2 separate regions of the Sus scrofa genome follow, and region 1 is linked to region 2. A link is a contact called in public HiChIP or PLAC-seq data. All regions are on one chromosome and are shown on one strand. Each heading gives the region's core, a stretch centred on a gene start, on an enhancer-like site or on the middle of the called end of the contact. The rest is flanking DNA. Distances are from core to core; before and after follow the strand shown.

Region 1 (3,128 bases), core at 494-2,993, 92 kb before region 2:
CTCAGAAAGGAGAACAAAAAGCTTCAAAATATCTTTTTCTTATCTGTGGAAAGGCGGCTAATGGATCGGTTCTGGAGTACAGCTCCTAGATCCTAGGTTAAAACTTTTGCCAAAATCTATTGTTCTATAAATAAGGCAAACAGCTTGCATTTACCCAGCGCTTCGCCTCCAAAACCCTGCTGAGAAGGCAGCTCCCGACGACTGGACATAAATATTTAAGTAGTAAAATGCAAGTGTCTCTGAAGTGTATCCTACTTGGAGAGCAGCGCACATGCTGGAGGGACAGGTACCCTGTGGGGTAAGGGTACCAAAAGCAGTTCCCAACTCCCTCAGTGGGGGCTCCTCTTACACACCAGCCCACCGAGGTCGCGCACCCGCTCCAGGTAACGAGAGCCCAGGATGGGGCGGGGAGCTCGCACACTTGGGACCATCTGAAAGGCATAACCAGGAGCATCAGGGACCCTCGGCGACAAGCGCAGCAGCCGAACGGAAGCCCCGGGGCGGGCTGCGCCACGGGCGCATGTTTACCCCGAACTTGCGCAACGACAGTCCCGCCGCACAGCAGGCGTGCCGGGCTGGGCAGCCCCGACGCGGGGGTGGCAGCGAGTGGCCCACAGTTCCTCCGAGGAATGCCGCTGAGTTCTGTTTAAACTTCCAACTTTAAGATCCAAGCCCACCCTCTAGCACACGGGTGTATCCGAGCCTTCTTGCGCTGGAGACCTCAAACAATCCGGGACATTCTAACCCCAGGTTTTCCCGTCTACCCCGAGAACTTTCGCAGCAAAGGACAAGCTCCGGGTAGCGCTGCGCCACTCGACCTGCCTCTACTTCAGCCCACGCCTAAACGCTGACTTCGTCCTGGGTCGCCTGAGCGTCGTTCTGGTTGACGGCCAGGGACAGAGGCTGCAACTTGGAGGCGCAACACGTACCCCACCACCGCCCGACGGGCCCCCCGCGCGGCCCCGCGCTGCACCTGCGCTCCGCGGCCGGAGGGGCTGGGCACCGCCAGGGGCAGCGCGCAAGCCTCACCTCGTCTCGTGCCCGGCCGCAGGGCGCAGGACGCGGGCCCGCACGCCCGCCGACCGCTTTGTCGCCTGCGGGGTCGCCGGCCGTCCCGGAGGCCGCGGGCAGGCTGGGGCGGCTGCCCCGGGGCGCGGGTCGGGGGGGCCGCAGGCTCCCGCCCGGGGAGCTGAGCGGCGCGAGCCGTGAGGGCCCCGGGGCGAGTCAGGGGTCCGGCCGCCGGGGGCGGGGTCGCCGGGGCGGCGGCCGGAGCGGAGCCCGGCGGCCGGGCGCCGGTTTGGGGGCCGCGCCCGGGGGAGGGGCGCCTCACCGAGATAGATGTCTCCGAAGGACCCGCTGCCGATCTTCCGGCCCAGCCGGTACCTGTTCCCCACTCTGAGCTCCATGGCGGCGGCGGCCCGGCTCGCTCCTGCCCTCCCGGCCGCTTCCTGGGTCTGAGCTCGGGGAGGCGGCGCCGCTGCTGCCGCTACTGCGGGTCCGGCTGCCGGCTCCGCCCCCCTCACGGCCCCGCTTTCACCATCGCTTTCCGGCCGCCCTGCCGCTCCCAGCGCCTCAATACGGGGCGGATGGGACAGTCCGGGCGCCGCCGCCCCTGCTCCGGCCTCCGCCAACCCCGTTCGCCCTCTCCCCGCCGCGGATGGACTCGGATCTCCCGGGCCTAAATCCCCCTTCAGGGGCCTGAAGGAGCCGCCGCCATCGCGCTGTGACGTCACTTCCCCTAGCAACCCGGCGGGGCGGGGCCGCGGCTCCAAGCGACGGCCGGGGCGGGGCGATCGCGACCGCGGGGCGGGGCCTGGGGGCGGGCCTGCGCAGCTCTAGGGGTAGGGACCGCGTTCTCCCGATCCACTGACGCACCCGGCCAGGCACCTCCCCCCGCTCCTTGCCCCCTGCCTCTGGCAGCAGCCCAGGGCCCAGAGCCCCTCGCCTGGACCCCTTCCGCCGGCAGGATCTATGGGCTCGTGCAGGATTCCCTGCAGCTGTCTGGGAAGCCAGCGTTTCCTTGCTGCAGGCCTGGGACAGGCTCCCAGGCAGTGCCCTATAGGGGGGGGTAGGCACCTCCCTGCACCGGCACCTGCAGGGAGTAATATGCTCCCTCCACTAGGTGCTAGGTACGCTTTTTTGTTGGGTGCCAACAGCCTCAGTAGTGTCCCAGCTCACACGGACTCAAAGCTGACACCCAGCCTGTGCCTGACACACAGTGGAAAATATATAGACATATATAGAGAGAGATTTCATGGCCACACCAGCGGCATATGGAAGTTTCCCAGCAAGGGATTGAATCTAAATGGTAGCTGTGACCTACACGGCCATACCAGATCCTTTACGCCGCTGCAGCAGGCTGGGCATCCAACCAGCCACCTCCACAGCCACCGGAGCCACTGCGGTGGGCTGCTTAACCCACACCGCCATTGCGAGAACTCCACAATGCGCCCATTCAGAGTGTGCGAGTCAATGGTTTTAGCACGTAGCAACCATCGTCACAGTCAACTTCACTTTTCCATCACCCCAAAGAGAAGCCTCCACCCCACAGTCATGCCCCAGGCCCACGCATGAACAAAGTGCTGTGCTCTGAGGTCGCAGGGCCTGGCTGCAGACCTTCGCATTTTCTCGTGTCCTGAAAGCACGCTCCTCCCTTCTCCCGTTCAGGCCCTTCGGGGAGGGAGCTTGGTGTGTGTGCATGTGTCTGTTGGGCCTGGTGGGGGCTGGGAGCTGCTGGGGTCCCCCCGCTGCTGCTGCTGTCACAGTGGCCTCGCACCTCCCGGCCACTGCTTCCATTCTCTTTCCTCCTCTGGCTTCTGGTAGTTTCTGCCACTGAGCTCCCGTGACCTCCCTCTGTGCCTCTTCAGCTAACTGGCTGGTCCTGGTCGGCCAGTTCTTTGTCTGCAGGGAGTCACAGGTCACTGGCAAGAGCCAAATGATGGGGCAGGGGTGGGGTCATTTGCATAAATTGTGACCACCGGATTCATAAATTTTTTAAAGTTATACTCCATTTGTAGTTATTATAAAATATTGGCTACGTTCTCTGTCTTGTACAGTATATCCTTACAGCTTATTTTGTAGATACCTGTTTATACCTCTTAATGGCGCCTATCTATCTTTCTTGCTTT
Region 2 (3,322 bases), core at 462-2,961:
GAACCTGTGTGAGGGTCCTTGCACAGTCTGTGGCACCAATCAGGTTGCCTGCATCTAAAAACGGCCCCATACAGCCCCATGCGTGGGGTCCCGGAGCGGCGTGCGCGCACCATGCGAACTAAGTCAAATGTGAGTCAAACCAGTTTCACCGAAACCACTGGCGGCCAGAAAGAGAACACAAGTATGACAGAATGACTCGCCACCAAGACACTTTCTGTGCCCTCAGGTTAACTGCGGGAGTCACCCCGCCCCGTGGAAGTTGCGGGCGTGTCTGTGTGTGTGTGTGGTGCACACCGTGCGTGTCTGTGCTCACTTCGTGTCACGGAGCACTCGTGTGCTCTGTTACCCAAGAAACATGTGTAGGGCTTAGACGGGCAGAAATGAGAAGCCGACCCGGGAATCCTTTTATGGAGGTGCACCTTGTTCCTTCAAGTGCAAGGTCGATTCCTGAAAAGCAGGAAGGCTGCCTTCTATTTTTATACGCCCCTCCCACCTCTAACTGCTCTATAAGTAACACATGAAATCCAATTAAATGAGTCCCACGGGGCGCACAGCTCAGTCAGACCATGCTGGACAGATACCGGTCCTCTTAAACGGGGAGCATGGATGCCCAGCTCCCGAAGACCCCTTCCCCCATCCCCACACCACGGAACGGCCGTCCAGCCTCCAGCCCACCTGGCCTCCTCTTATTAGAACAAGGTGGACACCTAACTCCAGCGGGCCCATCACTTCTCTTTCCCAAGAACTCCGAAGGAGGCAGAGGGACGGCACCCCCCATCTCAGTGGCAAGGGCTGGAACCCCAAGGAGAGGTACAAAGCTGTGGGTGTTACAGTTCTCCTGGAGAGGGAGGTGCGGAGACAAGAGAGGGGGAAGAGCCTCCTGGGCCAGATTCGGATGCAACACCCCCCTGAGGGGGTGGGGCCTCTCCTCAAAACAAGAACCCAGCCCTGTTCAGGGTTAGCGGGCTCAAGCTGTACCCTGAGAATTCTGCCAAAACAGAAGGGAATTGGGAGTAAGGTCCACGGCCCCTGGGGCAAGCACGACTACGCGGTGATTTATCCTGGAAGGATGAAGATACGCCCTGGCTCTGAAAGCTTTCGGCAGAATCCTCTCCAAGGCTATGGTGAGATCATTTATTCATTCAGCGGGCCACCCATCGGTGAACCCTCGTGTGCACAGCCCTAAGGAAAGCCCAGCGACCAGACGAGGGGGGCCTCACGACCGCTGTCCCCGTCCAGGAGGCGCGGCGTGGAGCCCGCGATACACATGCGGAAAGCGGTCAGGGACGGTCCCCCCACGGGCAGCCCCCGCCCTCCGGCCAGGCCTCGCCCCTCTCGGCTCCCGGTCCGCTCAAGGACATGCCACGCCCCGGCGGCAAGGCCACACCCACGCCGCCGCGACGTCCCAGGGAAGGCCCCGCCCACAACCCGCCGGGAAGGCCCCGCCCCTCCGCCCTGGCCACGCCCACGGGCCGCCCGCGCGCTCCCCCCCGCTGCCCGGTACCTGTTCGGGCGCCCGCGCTCCGCCGCCCCGCAGCCCTCGGGCCCCTTGGGCGCGCCCCTCCGCTGAGGTGCCATTGGCCGGGCCGCCGCAGCGCTGTGCGGAACGCGGGATCCCCCACGAGCCCGGACGAGCGCCGCGAGAGGCAGTGCGAGGCCGGCGCGGCCGCGGACCCGGAGCGACGCGCTCGGCTGTCGACCTCCGGCCTGTTGGTCAGGCCGGAGCAATCGGAGGCCGAGCGCCGAGCGGTGCGGGGCGGGGACCTGAACGCCGACCTGGCGCGCACTCTGCAGTGCACACCTGCCCGCTCCACGGAACCGGACGAGCTTCTGAGCCTTCTCTGAAGTGTGTCCTCGCCCTGCCGTGCGCACTCTCCCGGGGTCTCCGGTCCAGGTCCAGCTCCCCAGGGGTCTCCAGGCCTCTCCCGGAGGGTTTCCAGGCCCCTCTCCCTGGGCCCGTGCCGCATCTGAGGACCCTGTACCCATTTGGTGCTTTGTACACCTGCATCTCTAAGGACTTGCTGCTTTGGGTTTGTGTTTGTTTTTTAATTTTATGGCTGCACCCAATTTTATGGCATATGGGGATTCCCAGGTCAGGGACTGAATCCGAGCTGCAGCTGCGACCTACCTGCAGCAAGCAGGACCCTTTTAACCCACTGCACAGGGCATGGAATCAAACCCGAAGCCTTGGAGCCACTTCAGTGGGATTCTTAACCCACTTCACCGCAGCAGGAATTCACCTGCTGCTTTGTTTACAGCTTTCAATTTCCCTAGAGAACCTTCCATCCAGTGGGCAAGACGTAAGCTCTTAAGGAGCCCTGTCAGGATACCTAAAATTCTGAAAGAGTGGAATTAGCAGGGAGGTTCATTCATGAAGGTTAAGTCTGAAGAAGGTGAGTAGTTTACTGGTACAGGGGGAAAAGAAAACCTTCTTAGACTCATTGGACAAGAAAAGAGATCAGCCCAGCAGTCCTGAAACTGGGGCAATCAGACGCCATCTCATGGCAACTTACCTAGAAGGGACAGTTGTGGGCCTAGCGGGTCGTCTAAGAACAGGGGTGACAGTTGACAAGTCTTTGAAATAGTTTCATTTCTGTAGAACTCATGGAGGAGGGACTCAAAGCAATGGAGCCACACACACAGAAGATGGAGTACTGACTTCTCCCTCTTCCTCTAGGTTTGCAGCACCTCACGCTGGTAAACAATTCCAAGTGCATCTGCTGCAGGTAAGACGTCTGCGTTCATTGCTACCCCGGGGCTGCAGGAATGACAGGATTTCTCTCTGAACCCGAGGAGGCTCACAGGGCAGGCATGCAGACTTCTCAGCTCGGGAGTTCCCATTGCGGCTCAGCGAAAACGACTGACTAGTATCCATGAGGACGCAGGTTCAATCACTGGCCTCGCTCAGTGGGTTAAGGATCCGTCGTTGCCATGGCTGTGGCGTAGGCCAGCAGCTACAGCTCTGAATCAGCCTCCTAGCCTGGGAACCTCCATATGCCCCGGGCGTGACCGTAAAAAGACAAAAAAAAAAAACCAAAAAAAACTTCTTAGCTCGCATGTTTTCCTTTTAATTTGATTCCCTGGAAAATAGATTTGGTTTTTTAAAAAGTAAAACAGTTCATCCTCAAAACGTTGCAGCTTTTTAAAGTGCTTTGTCTTAAATTCATTCAGTCCTCAGCTCATAATTTAGTTGACTTAAGAATTTTCTCATTGAGATTATCTTGAATGCAAATTTTTTTTTTTTTAATTAAACTGGAGTTCCTGCCCTGACGCAGCAGGTTAGAAATTTCTACTGCAGCGGCTTGGGTAGCTGCGGAGAGGC

Evidence for each region. HiChIP or PLAC-seq counts read pairs in DNA pulled down with a chosen protein or histone mark.
Region 1: an H3K27ac HiChIP or PLAC-seq map of alveolar macrophages shows a contact between it and region 2. The contact joins the promoter of CSNK1D here to the promoter of OGFOD3 in region 2. A contact is called at or near these places in 5 of 47 Hi-C or Micro-C datasets (heart right ventricle, liver, mesenteric adipose tissue and 1 more) and 2 of 2 datasets of contacts at active chromatin or transcription factors (alveolar macrophages and skeletal muscle).

Annotation. Positions count from the first base shown.
Region 1 is chr12:767,471-770,598 of Sscrofa11.1, reverse strand. It overlaps CSNK1D (casein kinase I), which reads right to left and starts at 1,743. Exons shown (of 10, transcript XM_021066360.1): 1 at 1,331-1,743. The coding sequence starts at 1,406.
Region 2 is chr12:675,535-678,856 of Sscrofa11.1, reverse strand. OGFOD3 (2-oxoglutarate and iron-dependent oxygenase domain-containing protein 3) reads right to left here and starts at 1,711. Exons shown (of 9, transcript XM_003357915.5): 1 at 1,505-1,711. The coding sequence starts at 1,578. It overlaps HEXDC (hexosaminidase D), which reads left to right and starts at 904. Exons shown (of 13, transcript XM_021066340.1): 1 at 904-1,124; 2 at 2,678-2,726. The coding sequence starts at 1,070.